2 separate regions of the Drosophila melanogaster genome follow, and region 1 is linked to region 2. Evidence: chromatin contacts called from public Hi-C data. All regions are on one chromosome and are shown on one strand. Each heading gives the region's core, a stretch centred on a gene start, on an enhancer-like site or on the middle of the called end of the contact. The rest is flanking DNA. Distances are from core to core; before and after follow the strand shown.

Region 1 (6,810 bases), core at 3,407-5,906, 190 kb before region 2:
AGGGAAATTATCCATATCCATATCCACATCCTCATCTACATTATCAACGAGAGGCAGTGTCTGGGCACTGCTGTACTTACCTCGACATTGAGACCACTTGTCATGGCAAAGACCTTCATCGCCGGATTCTCCTTGGGCGTATAGCGATAAAACTCACGCTTGCCCTTATACCATTTAACCGAATATAGAGTATCGTTTTCCATATCGTAATTACAAGTGAATAGCGCATTGCTGCCACGTTTCACCGCCTGCGGTATCATTACCGACACATCCTTGAGTGCTTCAATAAAATCTGCAAATAAAATGAGTTTGGTAAGTGAAATATGCATGAATCTGGGGCTGCGTGTATATATAGAAAGACTGTTTAAAAAATATACGATTAAAAGTTTAATTCGCTTGGCTGAACCCTTCGAGCCCTTCGAAATACCGCTCTTAATGATAAAGACTCTATTTTAATTTGTTTATAACTGTTGGTTTCTCGTCCTTGCCCAGTATTAACATCACCCCATCTAACGGGGGTCCCCAAACCAAACCTCTGAGTGAAGAACTAAACACTCCCCCTCGTCTTGGGATTCCAATTCGATGCTAACTACTGTGCTAACCCCTTCTTTGATAAGCGAGTGACCAGCTGATCCGACCGCTGCCTTCCGTTCGATGTTTCAAATGACAACACAAAATGTTGAAAACAAAGTACAGTTCCATCCGACCACCGGCTTCTCGATTTGCTTCCTTTTCTCGTTTTATAGTCCCTATCATTTGGCTGGACTGGCCAAGGGGGTGTGGTAGAAAAAATCCTGTACAAAAGTATATATTACATATATACTCTAAAAGAACATCTGAGATATATCCCATACTATTTTAGACAATTTTGTGTATATTCTGATTAAAATTTCCTAATTTAAATGAAGCATAAATTTACCATTTAGTTGAGTATGTAAAATTTTAAGTGAAAAGCAGTTAAGAATTTCCTAACATCCATTAAAAAGCTATTTTATTTCAGCTTTTGTCTATTGCTAAAGTCGGTGTTTTTAGTTTTAAACACATCCAAACTTCAACTACATATTTTCCCTAAATTCTCCAACATTAATTAAAAACTTTTCACAGTGCATGTTGTTTTTTGTTCCGTTGCCCTCAGTTTGTTTTTCTGTTTCCACCGGTGAACAATGCTTTTGTTTCCCATATTGACCCATATAACGAGCGAGCATTTTGTTGTGCCCTCCGACCTCTGACCTCGGTAGTGCGACCCGCACTTGATGTACCTGCATTTATCGCAGGGCGCTCAAAATTGTCCTTCAGCTGCACATTGTTGTTTAGCAGTGACCACCAGATACCCAATCCTCGAGGACCGCCCCCTGAAACCACAGCAAGAACAACAACTTTTCCAGCCATTTTATGTTGTTATAAAAACTTTCACAATCTATGTTTTTTAAGTATTCTAACTGCTTTTCCTGGTCTGATGTGTGCGGTGGTCGGATTCGTACCTTTGCCTTGATAAATGTGTGTGGCTGTGCAATATAAACCAATGAAAATTGCATGGGCAACTCTTCGTATCATTCACTTTCTTTCCATGCACCCTTGGGTCGGAGAAAGTTTTGTGTCTGCTCTCGGTGTTTATCTGTCAGTTTATGTTTACAAATGTCCACTTTTAATGGTTCACCATTTAACTGGAGGGACGCCAACCTGCTCAGGACTCCACAAAGTTGGATATCCTGGGCTAGAAAGTGGGGAAGCTGCTCCTTGACAAGCTTTATTATACATATTGTTATGTTCTATTGTGTGTTATTTTATACTCCGACGCCAGCTTCGTCTTATTTTGTATTCTTTTATTTGGCTGTATTGTTGTTATGACTTTTATAAACCATCTGTAATGCCCACTTTTCTCCTATCTGGCAGCCACTACTACTAGTACAGTACCAAGTTGTTGTTTGATTGCGTTTTTTTCTGACAAAATATGTATGTATTCACAAATTCATTATTTAAATCCCTTGTATATTTTGCTTTATTTTAAGCAGAGTGTTTTTAATTTGTTTTTTTTTTTGCTCATTAATATTTACATAATAAATCCACCTGGTGGATTCAGCATTTAACAAACAATTAATTTGCCAAAATAAATTGCTAAGCCCCGGAGGATCTCAAAATAAGTTGTTTTGGTTATGTGGCTTATAGCAGCTTATAGCAAACATGGTTATAAATTTATGTTCTGGCTTACCCTGCATTTTATTGATTTTGCAATCGGGTGAGGCGTTGACCGCGACTTCAATGTATAATTTGCAATAAAACTTTACAGACAAAAAGCATTTAATTTGGCCACATTAAGTTATATTAAAAGCTGATCAAAAGTTAAGCAGCAAAACAAAGTGCCAGACAAAACAAACAGAACAAGGAAAGGGTCGCCTCTAAGTTGCCTTGTAAGTGCTTCTCACTCCTAAATGAAGCCCCAAAAATGTATTATTCTACATATATATCTATGCTATATAGCAGACTCAAAGCAGACTCCAGACCGAAACGCGACCACAAAACTCGACCAGGGCAAAAGAGGAGCACAACGGGAAAACGGCAACCGATGACGGCGATGGGTATGGTAACTGACATGGCTGTCAACACTGTAGCCACTGCCAGGACCTCGACCATTACCCGGAGTCCTCATCCTGCCCCATCCGTCCTCTCACTTTGCAGTCATTTCAACTTTGGAATTTCAATAAGAGGCTCGGAAAGTGAAAATGCCGCAGGTGGCTGGCACAGAGGGTCCCAAGTTGCCGGCTGGCATAAAGAAAGGCAAATAAACCAGGAAAGTAAATACATAAATTAAAAGTGTAAAGGCGAAAAATGTTTAATTCGCGAATGGATGCGTTGGGACGTACTCAAATGGAATGGATTGACTAAAGGACTATGGCGACGAGGGGCGACAATTTTCACCTTAATACAATGCCAATGCCAATTAAATGCAGGGTTTGGTCTAATGGAAAAAGTGTCTGAAATAACAGACTTTTCGGAGGGATTTTCGTCAAGCTGGCCTTTAGAACAATGCTGTATCCTATCTACATTACATTAGGGGAATGGGAAGGAGTAAATTTATAATATATTTACAAAACTGCAAACTTGTTGAAGCTCCTAAATGTTCAAAGTAAATTGGAAAAACTTGTCATTATATCACTCGTTCGCTACCAACCAAATGACCAAGTCAAGTCGCAAAAGCTGTGCATTTCAGTTCTTCTTTTAAGCCAAAATCTAGCTGGCCATTTTTCCACCCAGCTCGAAATCCATTTCCAGTACCTATTCATCCCCACTCCTATTTCGCCCACTCTATATTTTTCCAGGCTTTTGGTTTATTTTTCAAACAATTTTTTATCATCAGCTGTCAATAGTTCAGGCAGCTGCCCACAGAAAGAAGCAGCCAAAACGGAAAATAAGCCAGGAGAAGATCTGCAGGGACGGGATGGGAAAAAATAAAAACCATTACATAAAAAATGTTTTATGTTTTGCTATTGCAACTTTGACCAGGCAGAGTATGGTGTGTGAGCAGAGCAACAACTGTAGCGAAAATAGTGAAATTATTTGTTTTTGTTGCGTTACATAGTGGCTGGCTTTGGAAGTAGTCCAAACTTGAACGTATAAATACATTTTTGATGGGTCTCCCTGCTTGCAACTTCATTGCTTGCCATAAAAACTAAAAAAAAATCAACAAATAGAAATAAATGCATTATATATGTATGTATCTGTATTTATGAACCCCATAAATATGTCAAATAAATTACGAAACAGTCAAAATATTGCCAATGCGTTGCGATGTGTTTATGTGTGAAGTCATATATTGGTACACTTTTTTAAGGTATAAGTCTGCGTCCGCTTTATTTTCTGGCCTAACGTGGCAGGCCTATCTTTCAGTTTTATTACAAGTTAACTTTAATAAAAATTCAAAAAATATAAGTTTATTTACTGTTAATACTTTAAAATTGTATCATACGATTGCTCTTAATTTCCGCTCATTTGCAACTTCACGATTCTGATTCAACATTCGGTCAAAAATACCCCAAACAAAAACCTCGATCTCTAAAATTGTCCGCTAATTTGGGCGGCTCTTTTGTTGGTTTTCTGTTTGGTTTGTGTTTTGCTTTGTTTTAATTTTAGAGTGTCATAAAATTTTGCGGCCAACGTTTTTGCCCCCAATGACAAAAACAAACTCAAAGGAGTGCGAACAAAGCTCAGCCCGCAGACAATTTCATTAGCGTGGAAGCTAAAAAATTTACTCACATTATGAGATACTCAATGGCAGCCAAAAAGGGGGTAAAAGCCTAGAAATGAGGGTGACCGAAGGCATTAAAGAGAAAAAAGCACATGCAGAGTTTCGCAGTTTGTGGCATTTACCGAAATGTTTGTCACTGCAATGCCTGGCACTCATATATGTATGTACATACGTATGTGTATGTATGTGTATAAGCAAAGGACACTTTGTCCTGCATTTTTCCTGTATTTTCAAAGGGGAAAATGGCCGGGCGGCAGGTCATTTGGGCGCTCTATGCGACCGGCTATTAAATAAACATGCAAATTATTGCGCAATTTTTGATTACGATTTTTCAACGCGAGCCAACAACATCGCCGCTCTCCTGCATATTTGTATATGTAAATCGAGCCACTATGCGATACACCAACCTTGCAACACCCAGCACCACCCGGCACCACAATACGCCCAGTGGTTTCGTCCTGCAATCTTTTTGCATGCATTCAACACTCAACGCCTATTTTGCATACAAATTTTATTATTATTGTATTGAATTGGAGCCGCGACAATGGCGACAGACTCCCACTTTTGTGTGTGTTTTGTTTGGTTTTTCGCCACTCTGGTTTGGCGAACTTTTTTTTTTTGTGTTTCGGGAATTATGTTAAATGAAAATCTGTGCAATTTTTAGCATGACACTTGTTCTTTGTCATGTTTTTATTTTTTTTGGTATGCATTGTGCAGCACTTCAAATTGAATATATCGAATTGTTTCTGAAAATACCGGATTACGTATTTAAGGCAAGATTTTGTTATAAGATATAAAAAGGAGAATTTAAATAGAGCATAAGCTGGCTGAAAAATGGTTTAAAAATATATAAGTAAAATAAAATAAGTAAAATATAAAAGTAAAATTTAATTACATAAACGTTTATTGGGTTACTTGTGTTCTTCCATTTTGCTCGTGCTTGATTTTCAATTAGCTTACAATAAGCAGCAGTAATTTATTATTGATAATCTAAACTAGGGTCCACAACAATACATATTAGCTGTGCACTAGAAATTATTTCTAAAATATAACAATAAACGAAGGGAGATGTTATAATTCTGGACCAAAACTAAATTGGTTTTATGATTTATTTTCCCATGTATATGAAAAACCACATTCAAAATATATACATTTTAAATAATTATTCAGGCCAAAGAAAGCATAGACCTTTTGCACATGAGATTCTAAGGGGTGTGTCCTTCTCACTGGATGATCTGGACTCAAAAGGCACTCTGGATTTGGCATTCATGCGAGTTTTCCCCGAGTGTCGACTGTGTGTGTATTTACACGCGACCGCCAAAGCGGCGCCAAAAGCATCATCGCACATGGAAACCAACAAAGCCCTGAGTTCTGACCCCATCACTTGCCCATCCAACGGCGCTTCTTTAGTGATAGAACCAGTTAGAATACTGTAGTCGAGTGTCCGACTGTAAGATATACAGCTAATGCAAGTGTAAAGCTGCTTGAGATATGCTAGAAGCAAAGCGACCGTTTCAGACGTTGCTCACAAGCTCCACCTAGCGGTGGCAATATTAAGTGACCACAATTTTTTAATAAATATATGATCCGAATCGAAAAATGTTGGTCATGTAGATGGGTATTGATTGACAATTTTTTAAAATATTTAAATGGACATCAGTAATACATTTTTACGGACAGGTAATGGCTGTTAAAACTTACGTGTAAAGCAGAATGCATAAGCTAATTAAGATTTCTTAACTTACATATCAACTGTCTCATAAATTTGTTTTATTTTTTTTTTGCCCTACTTATAGTTTTTCAAAAAAACATCATTTTTAAATTGAAAACATAATAATAATCTAAATTAAATTGTAAGTTTCATTTCTAATTTGGACGGGTAAACAAACACCATTGGTGCCATCTAAAAATGGGGCTGTTGATTTTCCCTTTTGCATTGGACTGCGTGTGGGAATTTCGGAGCAGCGGATGACAAGTGTGCAATGTGCCAAATATAAACATAAATGGTTTGCTGGGCTCCCGAGAATATATGGGGCATAACTGGCGAGTTTGAGTGGGGTGTGTCAACTACCTGGTGGACAACAGTTGCTGAAAACCCGCATACAAAATGCATAGATACAAATATACCTTTTGTTTTTCGCCAGCAATCTTGCATGGCCAGTTGCAACTGCAGTTGATGGATCGATTTGTTTGATCCCCTGGACCCCCGACGAACTCCATTTAGACGATTCGTCTCGTCGATTGTTGCATAAATTAAAATTCGTATTTCTTGTAAATATTTGCTGCGAAAAACGATTTCCTCCATATGTGCAGGGGGAGTTTGCATTTCGAGTGGTTTCCCATGAATGCTTCATCGATTCGAAATGTTAGCAAATGTTGTACATGAGCACTTTTTTTTTGGGAGATTAGGCGAGGTAGGGAAAGGAGAAACTTATATTTTCTAAAGCTCCTATGTACATGCATTTTCTACCTTAACTTATTTTACTTCTTCTATTCTATTCTAAACGTATCAATGGAAAATTTCTTGGTGGCTAACTAAAATCGATGCAGTAAATCGCTCCTACTAC
Region 2 (6,573 bases), core at 1,134-3,633:
CAACATGCTGCCAGTTGTACCGCCCATAACCCATAGCCCAGCGCTCTCTCACCTCCCACTTTCCGCCCAAAACAGCCACCCAATCCAACCCAAACACCCCACCACCCAGCCGCTGCTGGTTGCCTTGTCCTTGTGTTGTGTCTTGTCTTGTTGAAGTTTTCTGCACTGACGTTGTTGTAACTGGCTTTGGCTGTTTGTCTTGTCTATTCCATCGGAATGTGTGCCGGAGAAGTTGCTCCCATTTTGTTTGCTTAACTCATTGCCGCTGAAAAGGCCATAGAAATTAGTTAGGTAATTGCGCCGAAAGCTTCACTAAATGTAAAATTGAAATCTTTCATAAAAGCTTAATTCAAAGACATACGTAATTATTATATTTTCTCCACAGTACTTAAAGCCGGAAATCAAAATGCTCTTGTACTATTGTAGTAGTGCACAAAAAACAAGAGACAAGATTGCAAGATGTCAAGATCTAAGCATGGCCTATTGGGAATATCCTCCTGCGAAAATCTGCTGTCGCAAATCGAAAGTGGTAATAGATGTATAATTCATAAAGGTAAACTGGTATTATTAAGAACCGAACGCATTTTAAGATCATAAATCGAGTTCCAAGCATCGATCTACCGCGTCCACTTCAATGTGGCCACTTCAACAGTCTAGAGCAGAGATCTATGATGAACGGAGAGGCGGAAGTGCCATGGATGGCGGCCCTTCTGGATGCTACTAGTCTTCAATAAGCGACTTCTGTCACTGAAAAACTAAACGAATACCAGCTGGCGAATGGGATGCGATAACGAAAAAAGAGCAAGAAAAACATAAGGATGTTTCCATCAGGAAGATTGTGCGACACAACAATGTGGCCCTGTTATTTCTCAAAAAATCGCTCGACCTAACCCACCATATAAACCTGATTTGCCTGCCGCCACCGAATCGCAACTTTATCTATAATCGTTGCATTGTCAGTGGCTGGGGTAAGAAGAACTTCGAGAACATCAATGTTCAGAAGAAAATGTGCCCCTGGTGGACAGATCTAGGTGCCAGAGCGACAAGTTCAAGGAATCTTTGGCAAAAACTTCTATCTCGACCCCAGTCTGATGTGCGCCGGCGGTGAGATTGGCAAGGATGCGTGCAAAGGCGACGAAGGTTCCCCACTGGCCTGTCCCCTCTAAAGCGATCCTAATCGATATGAGCAGGTGGGCATCGTCAACTATGGATTAGTATGTGGCACAGATATTCCTGCTGTTTACACTGATGTTTCGAAAATGCGACCCTGTACTGACTATCAGATCAAATGCTTACCAACCACAAAAAGCAAATATTTATTCCCAACTAGAATAGTGATCCTATTAAAAAGAAATATAAACTTGCCTAATTTAAAAATACGGATATTTTTGAAACGTTTATAAGTAAACATATAATCCCAATATCAACCAACGTGGGATGTTGTATATTAATTAGCTAATACAGCTAGTTCATATAACAAGCTGCGTTCATCTTGCTACTTTCGGCTAATTGTGGACTTGGGCGGGTCGTTTCATTGATTTATGGCTGCTAATTTCAACGCATGGCGCTCAAAGTATTAAATAATAAACTCTATTCCGCCAGCAGGCTCTCGATCCCGCTGTTTTCCAAATCCCCGCCATAACTCCACCCACAACATCATCTTCATCGGGCTCCTGCTGAGCTGCAGTGTTGGTCGAGATGAGGCGCCATGCAATATGAGACCATAGGAAAGGGCTCCCTTTCTGGTCGCCCGGCAGACTTTACAAGTGTTTCCCTCGACTTTATGGGCCAGCTCGGAACTTGGGCGGGAGTTTTCCCGTTCCGTCTGGACGTGTAATGAAATTAAAGGCGTAATGCAATACAGCTGGCAAAGTTTTTGCAGCGGTTATTTCCATGGGTTCTCGTTACTGTTTGCTCTTTTGCCCGCCAGTAGCCGTCGTCGCATCTCCAGACAGTCATTAAATTTAATTAATATCTTCCGTTTTTTACCAGACTGCGGTCTTCAAAAAATTTGATACCGTTTGCTGTTGTTTCTTGTATTGTGTGATGAATTTTTTTCGGGGCATCTCTTTTTTTGGAGATATTCGGAAATATTTTTGGCAAACCTTTTAAATATTATATGCCCCTGAATTACAACCGATAATATTATTTTCTACTCAAATACACATATAAATATGTGAAAAATTCGATTTAAATTACATAAAATTTGTAATTGCGAGAATAAAACTACCATATACACTTTTTTAATACTTGTAATATAAAAGTAAAATTTTATTCTACTTTGAACATTTAACAACCCAATCAATTTAGCCTTGCTTTTTGATTCAGAATAATTTGACGTGACTGTCAGAATTTCGTTTCTTAATTTAGTGTCCCTTGCACATTACAAGCAAACGGTCGTTTTGAGCTAAATAAGTTAAAACAATTAAAAAATGAGTTCCAAAAAGAATATAACTCCACCAAACAATTCAGCCGATAAGGAAACGGATCGCAAAATCCCCGAAGAGTCTCTATCAATCACTAACCATCCGGGGGCCACATCAACGCCAACTTATATGACACGCAAACGGCAGAGGCTTTTATCTCTCCAGATGGATTCTGCATTGTCATTGTCATTGGTGGATCGAGTTCCACAAACATTCGAGGATATTCGTGGACGAAAGGGTATTCGTGATGCCAGTTCTCCAAAAACTGGTAAACTCCCAAGGACTAAAGCCCGGAATATACCGAAAACACCAGCGCGTGTTTCCCCAAGTATAAATCATGGTAGGAATTCTGCTAAGCCAAAGACCCCAGCTAAAAAGAAGACTACGGAGAAAACTCCTGCGAAGACGCCCACAGACACGCCGAAAATATCGCCAAAAAATACGCGACAAATATCGCCGAACAAGTCGCCAAAAACTTTCTCGATGATGCAAAATGTTCCAGCAAAAAAATCACCAATAAAATCATTAATAAAGAAGCCGAAAACGCCAGCAGTGAAATCACCAATTGAACCCATTATATTACCAACAGAGTCCCAATTGAAATCTCCGATAAAGTTATCAATTTCGCCAACGAAATCATCAATGATGTCAACGATTTTGACAAAGCAGTCGGTGAAGTCCGAAAAGAATTCCCCTGAAGCCCATTTCTCTGGAGAAGTAACCAATAAGGAAAATGCCGCTGAAGAAGATATTTCGGAGCCACCTTCAAAACAGCCTCGTCTACATATTTTGCAAGTCAATTTGGGGTCCCCATTCGCAATGACGCACAGCAAAAAACTGAAAGTAATTGCAGTAGATTCCAATGATGAAAATCAGGAAGCAAAAGAAGCACCTCCTGACAATTTAAGCGAAATCAACACAAGTGAGGAAATGAAGTCCTTCGAAATCAAAAATTCTTTTAAAAATGAGATAGAAAAATCGGACAAAAATTGTTTTATTTCGTAAGGTTATCAAAGCTTTACTAAAAATAAATATGATTTGAAGCGAAACAATTTATTTTACTAGTTTTTTTAAGGACGGGGGAATATCAATAGTACACGACCGTTGTTCCTGGATGTTTCTAAATAAAGATTATCAATGCGATGCAGCAGGCCTTAACAACTTATTCCTTTGCCGGTTTCTAGCACTAGCCTGATTGTATAATCTACACTTTTGCAGACAATAAAGTTCTTTCAGCGCACTTTGTAAGCTGGCAAAATGCACAGAAATGGCATTATCACGTTGCACACAGCTAATTTGCAAGCAAAGGACGAGGAGGTGGAATATAGCCATAGACGGGAACGGGGTACAAAAAGATCGGCCAAAGAGAAAAGAAAACTGAATTATATTTGCACAATAAACTTGGCAGCCGCCGTCTCTCTATATTATTATTCTGCCAGTTGTTTGTTTGTAGTTGTGTGTTCTCTTGTATCTGTGGGCAATAGTAATAAGATGCAAGCACACCAAGCATTCCTTTTACACAATTTTCCTTTCCCGCCCGCCGAATGACACTCAAGAAAATAAAAGCCACTGTCAAATTAAATATAATATTTATGGTAAAACACAAAGGCATTATTAGAAAAACAATTTGGTACATTTTGATAGAAAAACGGGTTTTAATAATTCATTTTCAAATAGGTTAGAATATTTTCGAAATATTAGTACAGGATATAAAAAATTTCTGTAAGTGTGCAATGAAAATGCGGAAAAAAAAGGCGCAAGAACTGCGGTTCAATGGGGGAAACACTTTTGGGTTGGGATGGCTTGGTGCATATAAAGAAATTTGCATGGATTTTGAACGTAATAAGCGAAATGTGACTGCAAAATCCAATTTGTAATGAGAAAAGTAGTGCGAATTGTCTGTGTATCTGTGTGGCGCGGTAGCTACAAAAATATTGCAGCATATTTCTAGGCGTATTTATGGGTTGCGCTTAGTTTGCCGTCACATACCATGATGGTTGTCGTGGGCCAAGGGGGAGAGCCGAAGGCGTGGAGGCGTGACAGGGGCTGGGGACTGAGCGCGTGCTAAAATTATGCAATACAATTATGCGAACAGGCCTGCAACTCGGCGCTTGCATGTGTGCAGCTGCCTGTATGTGTGTGTGCTCTGCGCCTCGAAACGTGACTTGTTTTTGGTAGGCTTACGCTGGGGATCCCCCAATTTGTTTGCGGCTGCTTCGTGGTGTTTTTCCTCATTTTATGCTGGCCCTGGAACTACAAAGGGATTTGTTTTGAGAGCAATGGATAAGTTTGTGGACCAAAGTGCACAGCTGCAAACTGGGAACGCAAAGTTTTTAAGCCATTCCACAATATTCAAAGGCATATTTGTAAATACAACCTTTTATAATTAAGTATTTGGATATTATTGATTTAATTTAAATGACAAAATGAACTTAAAAGTTTTATGAACATCTACATTGCAACTAAAAATTAATCAATATTAGCTTAAGTTTAATGAAACGAAAAAAAAGGTTTTTCCTTTATAGATGGAATATGAATTTGCATGATTCCATTAATTGTGTACAGACATTGAAGTTTTGTCTCTCCATTCAAAAATAATTTCCTGCACGCGCTTGAAAGTATGCTATAATTCACACGTAGCACAAACAACTGGCCAGGACCTGCGGTTGCCAAAAGGAACGGGAAAAGGCCTTCCTGTTTACAATTCATAAGCAATTTCGGACTGGCGACAAGGCGAGTCGAGGCTCCCATGTTGGGAAATCAACCTCGGCACCACACGATTTTTAATTATTTTGTTGCATTTTCATTTCAGCTCTGTGTTTTGTTTTGCTTACCCAAATAAACAAGGTCCAATGGTCGCCTGTTTTTCATGGGGAAAACGAATACGGGCTTCTCGAGAATGGCAATGCTCGTTCCTTGACCGTGTATTCTCTGTTGTATAATTACAAAACGTGATTTTCTTTTTGTTTAGTTCTTCTATTTTGTTGGCAGACAACATTTCACGGTTTATGTTAATTTTTTTGTCTGTCTTTCTTAGCTTAAATTATTGTGACCTCCTCAAATGGCCAGATTTGGTTTTTCTTTTTGTTGTTTCAGAGGTCAGTGTATTGTCCCAGCTGGTATGCTTCAGAGGTGTCATAAAATAAAAGTTCATAAATATTTACTGCACGTTTTATTAGTTGCTGCCACGTTGACGCCGTTGGCCCAACTCTGAGGTAACTTAAACACATTTAAATTCTATTCTCCTGATATTTTTTAAATATTTAAAATACATAGCGCGCTGTTGTTGAAAAGAAATGTATGTGTAGAAAGCAAAAAATTAAAAATTGTTTATTTATTTGGCAGGGAATCAAGTTTTAATATCGAATGTTTGCACTTTTTGCGGTTTTCTACTGTGATTTTTTATTTGTTTACCCCAGAACAGTAATGGAGTCGTTGCAAAAACCATTCAAACACTCCGACTGCCAATAATTAATTTTAAATAATTAAATAATGTAAATGAACAAATAAATTCCGAATATCAATTTAACTGAAATTTTGATAAAATGTCTACCATTCTAAGCTGGATGTAGTTGTAATCATGTGTTGACTTCGCTTTGGTCATTGATGTTAAATAAAATCAATCATACGCACTGTGTACCCAACGCAGACATCATTTAACATAAACGGAGCTCCGATTGATACACAGAAGGTGAAAATCAGACTCATTGAACCGCAAATGCGACGTCAAGCAATTTCATGCCAGCGAAAATCTTTCAAAGTTAATTTTCAACACACGAGAAAACAGAGGAGTCAAGACAGCTACTCAGGAACGAGAAAATTGTACGACTTCAAAGCGTCAATAAGCAGACAAATATAGACGAACGGCGATGGGGGAGCGATGTTGGCCAGGTAAACCGGGTGGGCGCGTCCAATGGAAATGGCCCGGCTGTCTGGCAAACAAGCTGACTGATAACGGAAGCTGGCAATGCACGTGTTTACCTCTCGATATTTGCCGGCTGCCATGGAAAAGGATGTCCTTGCCACCTCGCCATCTAGCGCCCACCCACCCGTTCTCAGTCTGTCTCTGTCTGTTTGTCCTGTCGCAGGACGATAATGACGACAACGGTGGAAAGGGACTGCTGGTGGAAAGAGGGAAAGGGGCTAC

Evidence for each region. A called contact is a pair of places that touch in the nucleus more often than the background predicts.
Region 1: a Hi-C map of the S2 cell line shows a contact between it and region 2, with 1.5 times the contacts expected there. The contact joins the enhancer-like site here to the promoter of CG18518 in region 2. A contact is called at or near these places in 4 of 107 Hi-C or Micro-C datasets (the Kc167 cell line, the Ras3 cell line, the S2 cell line and 1 more).

Annotation. Positions count from the first base shown.
Region 1 is chr2L:16,025,862-16,032,671 of dm6, reverse strand. beat-Ic (beaten path Ic) reads right to left here. Exons shown (of 8, transcript NM_001299041.1): 3 at 81-292. Among named protein-coding and RNA genes, the nearest start is that of BicC, 13 kb to the left of the region's middle. Within about 2 kb of position 4,656, at least 6 of the 39 cell types and tissues checked have an H3K27ac peak or open chromatin away from gene starts, as enhancers often do.
Region 2 is chr2L:15,831,468-15,838,040 of dm6, reverse strand. It overlaps CG18518, which reads left to right and starts at 2,383. Exons shown (of 1, transcript NM_135924.2): 1 at 2,383-3,472. The coding sequence starts at 2,433. The coding sequence ends at 3,431. It also overlaps the pseudogene CR31822.